Linked DNA regions of Sus scrofa: region 1 is linked to region 2. A link is a contact called in public HiChIP or PLAC-seq data. All regions are on one chromosome and are shown on one strand. The core of a region is the stretch at or near the end of the contact, and the rest is flanking DNA. Distances in the headings are between cores, read along the strand shown.

The links. HiChIP or PLAC-seq counts read pairs in DNA pulled down with a chosen protein or histone mark.
Region 1: a contact with region 2 is called in an H3K27ac HiChIP or PLAC-seq map of alveolar macrophages. The contact joins two enhancer-like sites. A contact is called at or near these places in 2 of 2 datasets of contacts at active chromatin or transcription factors (alveolar macrophages and skeletal muscle).

Annotation. Positions count from the first base shown.
Region 1 is chr13:198,924,730-198,931,272 of Sscrofa11.1, reverse strand. No RefSeq gene overlaps it. Among named protein-coding and RNA genes, the nearest start is that of RUNX1, 290 kb to the right of the region's middle. Within about 2 kb of position 2,007, at least 3 of the 83 cell types and tissues checked have an H3K27ac peak or open chromatin away from gene starts, as enhancers often do. A contact at or near this core is called in alveolar macrophages, where this site is marked.
Region 2 is chr13:198,572,244-198,578,761 of Sscrofa11.1, reverse strand. The region is part of intron 1 of RUNX1 (runt related transcription factor 1); the gene reads left to right. Among named protein-coding and RNA genes, the nearest start is that of RUNX1, 60 kb to the left of the region's middle. Within about 2 kb of position 3,976, at least 11 of the 83 cell types and tissues checked have an H3K27ac peak or open chromatin away from gene starts, as enhancers often do. A contact at or near this core is called in alveolar macrophages, where this site is marked.

The sequences.
Region 1 (6,543 bases), core at 758-3,257, 350 kb before region 2:
AAAGGTATACTTTGGATTGAGGTATGCTTTTAGGTTCAGCTTCCTTTTATGCGACTCTGCTTGGTCCTCATTTCCGTAAAATGTGGGTAATGATGGCTACTTCTTGCAGTCATCTGGTTGAATACGTTGTATATATTTAGCACCAGACACATTTTTTTTTCTTTTTTACTTTTCCCACTGTACAGCAATGGGGTCAGGTTATCCTTACATGTATACATTACAATTACATTATTTCCCCACCCTTTGTTCTGTTGCAACATGAGTATCTAGACATAGTTCTCAATGCTATTCAGCAGGATCTCCTTGTAAATCTATTCTAAGTTGTGTCTGATAAGCCCAAGCTCCCAATCCCTCCCACTCCCTCCCCCCCTCCCATCAGGCAGCCACAAGTCTCTTCTCCAAGTCCATGATTTTCTTTTCTGAGGAGATGTTCATTTGTGCTGGATATTAGATTCCAGTTATAAGTGATATCATATGGTATTTGTCTTTGTCCTTCTGGCTCATTTCACTCAGGATGAGATTCTCTAGTTCCATCCATGTTGCTGCAAATGGCATTATGTCATTCTTTTTATGGCTGAGTAGTATTCCACTGTGTATATATACCACATCTTCCGAATCCAATCATCTGTCGATGGACATTTGGGTTGTTTCCATGTCTTGGCTATTGTGAATAGGGCTGCAATGAACATGCGGGTGCACATGTCTCTTTTAAGTAGAGTTTTGTCCGGATAGATGCCCAAGAGTGGGATTGCGGGGTCATATGGAAGTTCTATGTATAGATTTCTAAGGTATCTCCAAACTGTTCTCCATAGTGGCTGTACCAGTTTACATTCCCACCAACAGTGCAGGAGGGTTCCCTTTTCTCCACAGCCCCTCCAGCACTTGTTATTTGTGGATTTATTAATGATGGCCATTCTGACTGGTGTGAGGTGGTATCTCATGGTGGTTTTGATTTGCATTTCTCTTATAATCAGCGATGTTGAGCACTTTTTCATGTGTTTGTTGGCCATCTGTATATCTTCTTTGGAGAAATGTCTATTCAGGTCTTTTGCCCATTTTTCCATTGATTGGTTTTTTTGCTGTTGGGTTGTATAAGTTGTTTATATCAGACACATTTGTTTGATGTGATAATTAACTCCAGTTTGCACCTCTTCTCCTTCTGTTTTGCTTTAAAAGACAAATTTCAGCATTAGGAAATGACAGTGTTATAATGGAAGTCCTTATGAAAAGACAGTATGACCCCAGCCTCCTCAGTACAATCTCAACAGGCATATTATAAGGAAACAACAATATGCATCTTTGGAGTTACTGTATCTCTTTTATCTACAGGAAATTTACTTATTTATTTTCTTTTTGGCTGACCTCATGGCATGCAGAAGTTCCAGGGATGGGAATCAAACCTGTGCCACAGTAGCAACTTGTGCCACAGCAGCAACTTGAGCCACAGCAGTGACAACACCAGATCCTTAACCTGCAGAGCCACAGGGGAACTCCTCTACAGGAAATGATGCCCCATAAGTTCAAAGGATGGCAGAGGTTGTTGTGTGTTCACAAATTCCCAGTTCTTTATCTGTCTGCTGTAGTGCTACACCACATTTTGTCTTCTTCTTTGCAGTTGGGGGGTGTCATGTGATTGAGTTCTGGCCAATAAAATGCATACAGAATTAATGCATGGCACATCTATGTCTGGCCCTTAAAACTTGCCACCTAATTCTCCATGCTCTTTCTCTCTTCTCTTGTCCACTCACTAATGCCAGTAAGAGCCAGGAAAGGGCAGGCGTAGGAAAAAAGAAGCCTGAGTGGCAGCAAATCACTATTGGAAGAGACACAGCACCACCCAGAAGACTTGCATTTATCTGTGGCATGAGTGAGAAGTAGAATTTGATTTTGTTAAGTCACTGAAAATTTGAGGTTGGTTGTTATAGCAGACAGCCCACACAGAGCAATATCTGTGGCTGGCATGATAGCTCTTTATGTGGTGTGATCAAATAAGGAAGCTCTCGGATGTCCTCAAGGCCTGACGGCCATACAAATTTAAGGAACTGCATCAGTGTAGTTTACGGCGAGTCGGTCTTCTCATGGATGTTTCCCATGCAACTAATGCACTCCCTGCAGAGTGCCTATTGATTTCCAATACCCAAACTTCACAGAACACACATATTTTTCAATACGACATCCCCAAAGGGCAATACCACTACCAGTCTAGTGATGGAAAAAAAAAACCTGACAAAGCCAAATGAAGGGACCTCCTATAGCCTAGCTGACAATACTCCCCCAAATTGTCAAGGTCATCAAAAACAGGGTGAGTCTGAGAAACTGACATGGACAGCAGGAGCCCACAGAAGCATGACGACAGCATGGATTGTGGTATCCTAGGTGGGATCCTGGGGCAGAAAAAGGACATTAGGAAAACGCTAGAGACGTCTAAATAACACATCAACTTTGGTTTACAGTGAAGTTTCAATATCGGTTCATTTGTCGTGACAAACATGCATAGTAGTGTGGGATGTTAATAAGTGAGGAAACGGCATGGTGGAACAAAAACTATTTCAGCATTACGGTTTGTACATCTAAAACTGTCTCGTAATTAAAAAAAAAAAAACCCTACTAATTAAATAAAGTGAGGGTATCCGTTTCACAGAATACCTTACAGGAAAAATCTTGAATTACAAGAACAATTGGGTGAGAGTGGGTGTTGAAAGCACCTTTCAGGTCAAGGCCAGGTGTGTGTGCCTTGGGTGTTGTCCGCGCTGAGAGAGGCCAGCCTTGTACAAATAGCAGCTGTTGCTAACATCCTTGACCACTGCTCTGGCCATCAGGAAGCAAAGTGGCTGGCATGTATCATGTTAACCTGACGTTGATGAATACAAGTCAACAGAAGGTGGAAGGGCCTGAGGTTTGGAATGGGGACACACGGGGTCGCCTTGCACCGCGACGGTTCTTTGAAATTCATTCCCTCATAACTTCTTTGGAGCATGATTTCACTTTTCATCTGTTCTGTCTCAATTCAGGATTGGAAGTATAAATCCCTTAAAGGACTAAATGTATTTTATTCCTTTTGCCCTCTCCCCATCTTCCATAGCCCCTGGACACATGCCCACATGCTTGCTTATACACGCACGTGTGCATGCACGCACACACACACACATACACGCAGTACTTGGTCTGCCAACTTTTATAAACTCTGGGAGCATGGGCAAAAGTCATCACTATGGGGTAGACGGGGAGAGAAGCAGACATCACAGGCAGTGAGCATTGAGTCTTCTGCCCAGGGCAGAGCTTTTCATCTGATGGCTATCCAGGAGTTGGGGCAGGACACTTTGTGAAAACTCCGACACAGGACCAAGAAAGCAGGGAGTGATGCATTTTCTCTGGACTTATTATTTTTTTTCCTTAAACGTAAGTGAGCTCTCCAATTGTTGAAAGAGTTAATGTTTTATTTTTCCATCTGGTGATGAAAACATAACACCAGAGATACAGAAAGCCAGCTTTCAAAGGCAGATGCTGAAATAACAAAGTTGCTTTTAAAATGAGTACTTAAGAAAATGGCCGTTTTAAGTGGCATGGCACCAACATGGTTACGCCAGTATTTATTTTTCTGTGGAACGTGTGTGTATGTTGTGGGTTGTAAGAGGAACCCTGGCCAATCCTGGCCAGGCATAAAGGAATCATTTAGGGCTCTTCAAAATCATTAGGACTATTAGTCCTGACTTGAAATGAGTGAAATGCACAAACGCCTGCCAAGGAGGGAACAAGTTCTGCTACTTTTCAAAATCATCAAAGCGAGCTTCTCTGAAATATTTCAGAGCAGGGAGCCTTCCTGTGCAAAGGTCAGCAGCACAGACCTAGCCCACGTGCCAGGCTGTGGCTTCTGTTGGCCCCATGGCCATTCACACTGATGCATGAGAAGCTGTCATTGTGCACCCTCCTTGGGTCCAACAAGTGTCTTTCAGGAGGCAGAAGGTACACTTTCCTTTACCTGCAAGTAGAGGATATGAGCCTTCTCACAGCCACCCTCCTAAAGACATGGAGCCAGATCCCAGGATCATGACCTCAAGCCTTCCATTCCCCAAATTCACCACTTTTCACAGCACAACGAAGACCCTGCTTATTTCACTGATTGAGGTGTCTCAGGACACCTGCCTCATAAAAAACCATGTCTCAAAACAAATGATTGCATGTGGTTTGGAAGAAGACACTTGGATAGATGAAATGAGCTGAGTTTTTTTGTTTTTCCCCCACTAGGTGTACACACCCACATCGCTTGAATCACCTATATTTTATGTTTGGACAAAGCCCTTCACCTTGCAAGGTCCCAGACTTTATACTTTTTAAATGGAGGGATTGTCCTTGGCCAGAGGCTTTCAAACTGTGGGTTGTGATATCATTTTCATGGGTTGCAACCAGCCCTAAAACATGAATGGAATGGAATGGAATAGAACAGAAAGAATAGAGAGTTTCTGTTGGTTTTTTGTGGGTGGTCAATGTAAGTTCTGGTTTTAAGAAGTGTGTTGTTAAAAACACTTAATGCACGTAGACATGTGCCCACTATGTTACAGTGTAAAATGCACTGTGAATTTGGGACTCCACTGGCAGAGGTGATACTCTGATTTCTTTACTGTGGATCAAGCCTCTTTTTCAGTGTGCTGGCTACCCCGCTTGCCCTCCATCCTTCTTCACGCTGCTCCACGCTCTGGCAGGGGGTGAGCTCTGAGGATTGCCTCAGTGGCCTCTCTTGCTTCCTGGTCCCAGTTGGGTTCAGATAATAGGGAGCCCAGCAAGGAATGCTGGTAAAACAGACTGGTGAAGTCAGCCTATTTTTCCAGCTTGCATTTCAGGGGGGTCTCCACGAGGAAACACACCCTGTCCATCCTACTGTATCTTCAGATCCTTCTAATTTGAGTCTGCCTTCTGCCTCTTCTGGAATTGAGACAAATACAATGAACTAGCTTTAAATTATAGTTGTGTATAGGCTTTATCCAAAATAGTTTTATATATAAATTAAAGTTTACAGGGAGGAGGTAAGGGATTGTTGTAGTCTATAAAGTGCTCCCTTGGTGATTAGAAGGCTACTATATGGTTTTTAAATATGGGAGGTAGTAATTATGGTTCTTTGATGTAATCAGTGCAAATATATTCTAGAGATTAACTAGAATCCTATTTTCTCGTCTGGATGCCTTCCTGGATAATTGCTAGACAATTTAGAAAAAGGATCATAGAGAAACATGAACTAAATAAACACATTTCAGTTGATTATAATCAATTACAATGTATCATTTAACTTGATTTTCAATCCATGTGAACATTAAATTTCATTTCAATGCTCTTATTTGCCCAGCACTGTATTAGGTGTTTGGAATACATCAGAAAACACAATAAAGATTTATGCCCTCAGGGAGCTTACAGTCTAACAGAAGGAGATGGAAATTAAACAGCATTTATTATAAATAAATGCAGTATATCAAAGATGCTAAATGCTATGGGAGGAAAAAAAAAAGAAGATCAGGCTAAGGAGACTCATGGTTGCTGGAGGCAGGTTATGATATTACAGAGAAAGGTCAAGTTATGCCTCACTGAAAAGAAATTTGGGCTAAGCCTGCAGAGGGAGAGGTAATTGGCCAAGATGTCTGAGAGAAGAATATTCTAGGTGCAGCAAACACCTGTACCTGGAAGAGGTTGCCAATAGAGGGTAGGATCAACACGGAAGCCACAGTGACTGGTGCTGTGTGGGGAAGGGGCTCAGGAGTGAGAGACTGAAGAGGAAGGGAGTGACACTTTGGGAACTTTGGCTGTTATATTCCATGGCATGGGGATCCCCTGATGGGTCTGGGCAGAAGAGTAGCATGAGCTGACTTAAATGATTAAAACTTAGCTGATGTGTTAAGAATAGACCTTGGGGAGCAAAGTTGGAAACTATGAGATCCTTTAGGAGGCTAACAGGCTCATCTGGAAGAGACCCTGCTCGCTCAGAGTGTGGAAGTGTTTGAGGATGGTGAGAGATGGTTGAGTTCTGGGCATTTTTTGGAAGGGAGAGACGAGAAGATTACAGTGAGCTGAAGGAAAGAGTCAAAGATGTATACAAGATTTTAGGCTTGATTTAATGGGGGAAAATACCATTCATTAAACTCATAACACAGGAAGATGATGCCTTGGAGAGTCCACTATAGTACTTTTCCCAAATAATGGAGACGAATCTCATTGCAAAGATTCATTTTCCAAAGAATTTGCAGTTAACTCGGAGCAATTGGACACCTCCAACAGGACACAGTTTATACAATTCCATCCTAACATTTTGTCTCCCATGTTGATTATTTCATGAACTTTTTTGGTGGTTCTTGTTTACATCTGTCAAAGACTGCATATTGGGTGCCAGACTTTAAATCAAGTGTGTATAGGTGAAGAGAATCCTGTTAAAATAACATTTTGTATCTCACTTCCATGGGCTCCACATGCCTGCAATTAACCACCAATGTATGAACATTTGTTCCAACTGGTGCTAAAAGAGACATATTCAGGGAATTTTTTTGAAGATTTGAACACTTT
Region 2 (6,518 bases), core at 2,727-5,226:
TCCAGGGAGTTTGAAACACACGTGTTCCTTTTAACTCTCACCAGCCCCTGAGATCTGCCAGCCAGAAAGACTATTCTGGAAGGAGTTTGGAAAGGTTGCGGGGAAGCTGTTTTGCAACTGCTCAAGACTCAGGAAGCTCAGGTCTCTCCAGGTTATACCCCTCACCACTCACACTCACATGGCAGAGCTCAAAGGCCTTGCTGTATCTTGGTTTTGTTGCCCATAAAACACAGATAGTAACACTTGCAAAGCAGACACTAAATGGAATGCATTTTGTGATCTTTGGAGAAAAGACCGCCTGTTAACATGTGCTGACAGTGTGCTATTCTGGGGCAGGCCTGGAGCCACGGCCCCACATTGCCACCAGAGTCGTTTCTGGAACCGGCGCCAAGAGCAGCCTGAGGCCTCCAGCCTCCAAGCTCAGTCTCTGGGTCCAGCTGGCAGGATATTAAGGGCTGATCTGCCCAGCTGTTTATGCCCTGCTCACCCAGAGGCCTGAAGTCAAACCCCCCAGTGCTGGATAGTCACTGCAAGTCACCAATTCCACCTTACCCTAGACCTCCTTACTGCCATGTCCCTGCCTCCGGTCAGGTCTATAAAACATCCTATTTGTAGGGCAGAGCAGTAAGGGCTGGATCCTTTAAAGGGAAGGGCTTTATTTTGGAACAGAGATTCCCTGATTATGCTTCATGGGTGGACATTTAGTGGGATAAGAGGGCTTGTGGTTTGTTTTGGTCTTGAGAAGCAAGAAGTTGATGAGATGCGTGTTGGATTGATGAGGAGCTGGCTCCTTCCCTGCTCTGCAAAGTTGAGGTTCATGGTGCCCAAACCCGAAGAAAGATCCTCTGGGGAGGAAGACAGATGGTGGAGGGAGAGGGGCGTTGCCAGGAACCACTGCGGTTATCTCTGCAAGTCACACAGTGGTCTCTGGACATTGTGTGGTCCTGCCTAGGAAGGACCTCGGGAAATGAAGCTGATCTCGGTGGCCTCTGCTCAGGGCCCCTTTTCCTAAGCTCCTTTCTTCTCCCCCCCACCATCCCCTCTCCCAGCCCGTCTTGCTTCCCTAAATATTTTCTAGAGAGGAAATCAGGGCAGCAAAGATATTAATTTTAAGGCACTTAACCCTTTCCTGATGGACTCAAAATTTCAAAGAGGAATATAGAAGGAGGGGCACCGCTGACACCAAAGCATAAATCTTGAGTGGCAGATGTTCAGGTAATGTCACCAGGGCAAGACAAGGCAGGTGGAGAGGAAGATAAGATGGAGAGAAAGATGCTGCTGGGCAGATGATCACTCACTCACTGCTGGGCCATAGTGTGAGGCTGGCCCTGACCTTTCCAGCTGTCCTTGCAAACCCCCTTTTCATGTGCATCCCAAATATACAAAGAAGGCCAAAATGAGGACCACAGGCCAGCATCCCAGACAAAGGGCAAGGACCAGATAGGTGATGGCCTCAGATTACCAAAAACTATCTTAGAAAGGCAGGATCAAAACACAAGGCCTGGCTGCCCCCACACCAATCTGCACTGAGCCCCAAACAAGAGGAAATTGATGGGAGTAGCAGCATGGAGAGTTTAAGATAGAAGGAGCTCCAACCAGAGAGGCATTCCTGCTGGTTGCATAAGCCCTTCTCTTTGAAGGTCTGGAAGGTCTGACGGGTTCTATCAGTGATGGAAGCAGACGATTAGCAAGATCCCTTCCAGCCCCAAGACTACCTCACTGTCTAATTTTAGCAATTCCTCTTGGCAGAGGCCAGGCACCCCCCTTCCCGGGGCTATCTGGTGCTCCACACACCATCTCCGAAAGCTTCCTTTGATGTTGGCGGGGGGCTCCTTGGACTCAAGGCCAGATACGCTGCAGGAAGAGACACGCTCAAAGCCATTACACTGCCCTATCTCGCTGCTGCAATAAGAGGTCTGCTTTCTTTTCTTTTTTTTTTTTAATTGTGAAGTAACAACTCTTGGTTTGAAGTTAAATATGGGCCCATCAGGTTTGGAATCGATCCTCAGAAACAATCGTCAGGTCAATTGCCATCCAATATCCTCTCTATCTTTGCAGGGGAGGATGTTTAAAGCATGACGTTATTTTGACTAATTTAAAGATTTCATTCATATTTTTAACTCATTATAAATGAATGCAATTTAAGCCCATCACGTAATGATAGAAAGTGGCCAGAAGCCATGGGAATGTGTTTCTCATTGTGGAAACTACAAGTTAGTCATTTTCTTCTCCCTGGTAAATGTCTTCAGTTTGGTTAAGGGAATTTTTTTTTCAAAGAAATCTCAAGTTCCAAATTAGTTTTTTTTTTTTTTTTTTTTTTTTTTTTGGTCTCAAAAGTTAACCCTATGGAAAATGTAGCAATGTTTCCATAATTTTGCAAACTATTTTGATAGCATCTATGTCATCTTGCTCAGGGTCTAAAATCTTATTATTGGTTGATTTTTTTTTTCTGATTTTTGTTTTTAACATCCTGGCCTCATAATGTAAAGAAAAGCAATAAGCTCAGGAGAAAGCTGTGATGCAGAAATGCCTAACTTTCTGGATAATTTACAGCTACACTTTCTGTAGAGAATCTTTGTGAAACTAACTTTTTTTTCCACTTAGAGTTTTAATAGAGAGGACATGGGTTACGAAGTCAAGTGGGGAAGGAGACAGAAAGAGAGGAGGATCTGAATTTTCTTTTTCAAGCTGTTATTTAAGTGGCAACATTGATCCAAAACGTCTGCTTTTAGGCCGAAGTTTCTGTCTTTGAGTTGCCTGCAATACTCAGAAACTTCTAGATGTGTGTGGTGGGCTGATCTAATGGACTCTTCTTGCAGGTCTGAGAAAGAGGAGCCAAGGGCCAGAGGCAGGCACAGCAGGACTAAGGGAGTCCACCTCTCCAGCCTTTTCCCTTCCAGTAGGAGCCCCCCGGCCTCTGACCTCAGCCCCACAGTCGTCTTGGGCCCTAAGACTCGACTCAGCCCTAAGAGTCTTGTTCCTTCCACTTCCTCTCCTGCACCTATCCCAGGCTGTTCTCACTTTGCCCACAATTTAACTCCCTTCTCATGCTCTTTGGAGCAGTGTCATTACATCTGAGCTCCACAGCAAGGCTGAGGGACAGAAGTGGAGGTGAAGCTTGGTTAAGTCAGATCACACCCTGGAGATGCTCCCAGGATGGTACTTTGGGAAGGATCTCTGCCCTGTGAAGTGGGGGTGGTCCCACTGCTCCCCCATCCTACAAGTCGGAGTTTCCATTCCTCTCCACACCTAAGGGTAGGCTGCAGACAGGTTCAAGATATTCAAACACAGACCAGGAATTTCTGCTGATTCTCAGGGTTCAAAATTCTAAAAAGTGAGTCTATGCTGAAGGTGGGGCAGGAATATTCTAGAAGGGAGCAGTGATGGATAGAAGAAACCATGCATACAAGGACATACCTACATAAAGACACACCTGTACCTACACGTACAGGCCAAGAGACAAAAAGGGACAGAAAGATCTAAGCAACTCTTAGTTCCTGGTTCCAAGAGCCTTTGCTGTAAACAATGCCCAGGTCAATGCAGGAATATAAGTAAATGAGAGCATTTACACATTTTGATCTCGAATTATCTCCCAGAAGTTTGCAATGTTGATTCCAAAGACGTCAAGTCTCAAACAGAATTGTAATACTTTTTTTTTTCAATTAGGAAAAAAGATGATTTTAATGCATTACTCATTCTATCTTTTTTAGTTTGCCCAAACCAGCGAGAAATTAGTTCCCAGGTCATTAAATTCCACCCGTTGTGGTCAGAGCTGAAAGGGTTGGATCGTCTCTGCTGGGAAGGGTGGAGTCTGGTGTGTGGGGTTCATGGGGACACGCTGGCGGGCCCTCCCTGACCCTGCTCACAGCCAGCTGCCTGCCCCCCCTCCAGTCTCCCCCAGGCTGTGCGGCTTGCTTCACACCCTTTGTTGACTTCGGCTACTGGTCAAGTTTCCTCTGGAGCCCTGATGCCAAGGGTGCCAGCGCTGAGCTGACTCATGCTTTCCCGGACTTCCTGACACCCTGTTCACAGGCTTGTCTGCAGCTACAAGACTCTGCCCCAACGGTGTCGCAATTCCAGCCAGGAAACCAAACCAACCGCCCCAGAATTTGGCTGAGGTCTCTGAGGGTGGACAGGAACAGAGGTTCCCAAACAATGTTTAGGCTGGAACTGAATGCCAGCTTTTTTTTTTTCTTCCATTCTCCCCGCCCCCCTTATTGAGATATAACTGATAGACAGTTCTGGGAAGTCTGAGGTGTACAACATAAAGATTTACATGTACTGTGAAATGATGACCACAATAAGATTCGTTGCATCCATCATCTCATATAGATACAAATACCAATGTCTGGGGTTTTTTTTAGATCAACCTACATCTATTGAGCAATTTCTCTGCAAGCATAAACACTGTCGATGTAGATGTGCATGAGTTTAAAACAGGAAAGCTTGCGTGAGACCCTCACCGATGGAAAAAAGATAATGGATCATTTCATTTAGACAGTTTACATCTTGGGTAAATATCCTACCCTTCCTCCACATTTATGAAATTGCTTCTAAGATTCTTTTTATTTTTTGAAGTGTAGTTGATTTACCATGTTCTATTGGTTTCAGGTATAACACATGGAGACTCAATATTTTTATGGATTATACTCCACTTAAAGTTGTTATAAAATATTGATCATATTTTTAATTTTCTTATGAAAACTTTGAATGTCAACCATCAAGAAAACCTTATTTCCCCTGGTTGCTCTGGAACCACTAAGCCATCCAATGACTGTCAAAATGAGCTCCATATTTCTTGGGTTAGGATTTTTCTCCATCTTCACTTACCCCAGGGAGCCTTCTCCTGTTGCTGAAGGGGCTCTTGAGATAATTTGGCATGTTCCTAGGCAGACACCTCAAAGGGAATATGACTTTCCTCAAACCCACTTGCCTAACTTCAAAGTATATGAGAAAATCAGCTTTTAGGAAAATGAGTGAGTGGGGAATTTCAATGAGTGATGTGGAAGAAATTAGGCCATTGCATTTAATCCAAGTTCCCCCTGCCCACCACTGTCCCATTCCTCTGTTGCTTGTGTGTGTTGGTGTGCATGTGTGTGGGAATGAGCAGACAGGCCAGTATTCTCCTGCAACCCCATGGTGCCCCACAGTAATGGTGTTTGACCTGAGAAGGCAAATCGAGTGGAAAGTCACCAGGAACACAGGAGCTCCAAATTGTTCTTCTCTCCAAAATAGTTCTATTTTCAAATAATGGTTTGTGTTATCCCATCGCTAATAGCTCCTTGTATTTTCTTATATTTTCTTTTCACTTTTTAGGGCCACACCGGAAGCATATGGAAGTTCCCAGCATAGGGGCTGAATTGGAGCTACAACTGCTGGCCTATACCACAGCAACGCTAGATCCATGCTGCGTCTGCGTCCTACACCACAGCTCATGGCAACACCATGATCGAGGCCAGGGATTAAACCTGCAACCTCATGGATCCTCGTCAGTTTTGTTACTGCTGAGCCACAACGGGAACTCCAGCTCCATGTATTTTCTATTACCTACTGCACAGCTAACTTACTGTGCCTATATCTAGAATGCTCTTTGTTCTAGTTCATTATCAAGTTCATTATATTTGGAAAGTTTGCCTTTTGTTCTTCTTGGAAGTTTTAAGAGTGACTGAAATTGGCTCCATGTGTCTTTCTCAAAGTGACCACATGAGAGGTACCCCCAGGGGGATGGCATCTTCAGACAAAAGGCACATCCAGTGCCTTGCACCTCTCATAGGTGTCCCCAAAGGATCCCCTGAAGCTCTTCCTGGTGGGGAAAGAGAGTAGCTCTTTGAGGGAGCCTCTGGCCGTGCTGCCAAAGCAGCCTGGAGGCCCAGCCTGGGGGACACACACTCCCTCCTGCAAGGTCCAGGCATGCTGCCTGCTGAGTCATCCCTTTTATTGCTGACCCTGCAATAGAGAAACTAGACTTGGAAGGGCCCCTCTGGCCCCACATTAGGCCAGCCTCTGGCAGGGCTAGGCAGAGGACCACTGAGTCTGAGCTCACAGGGTCCTGCCTGGACTGCTATGTAGACATTTGTGTGATGGTTAACATGGTCAAAAAATATCACTCTTCAGTTTGGGGGTTTTTAGCTTTTTTTTACAATGTTTAATTTTATGACACCTTGTCACTTTCTGAGAAGGGAATTTTTCTTTGCATCCCTTGTTACACTCAAATTATCTCTTGTTTACTGGTTGAGTCATACCCTATCTCCCCTAGAATGTTAATTTCATGGGGGAGCAGAGATGTGGTCAGTTTCACTGTCTATTGCATTCCTAGTGCCTAGAACAGCACCTGGCTCATATTCACTTACAGGCCCCATTTTTTCAAAGGGAAAACTGAGGCACCAGGTGGCTACTTCCAGCCTTCCCCAAAAGTCCAGCAGCCAAGAATGTGCCCCAAGCTCCTGCCTTGCAGTCTGGTGTCCCTCCCAAAATGCCGTCTCAGGAAAGGACAGGCAGGCACGTGCAGTGTATGAGCA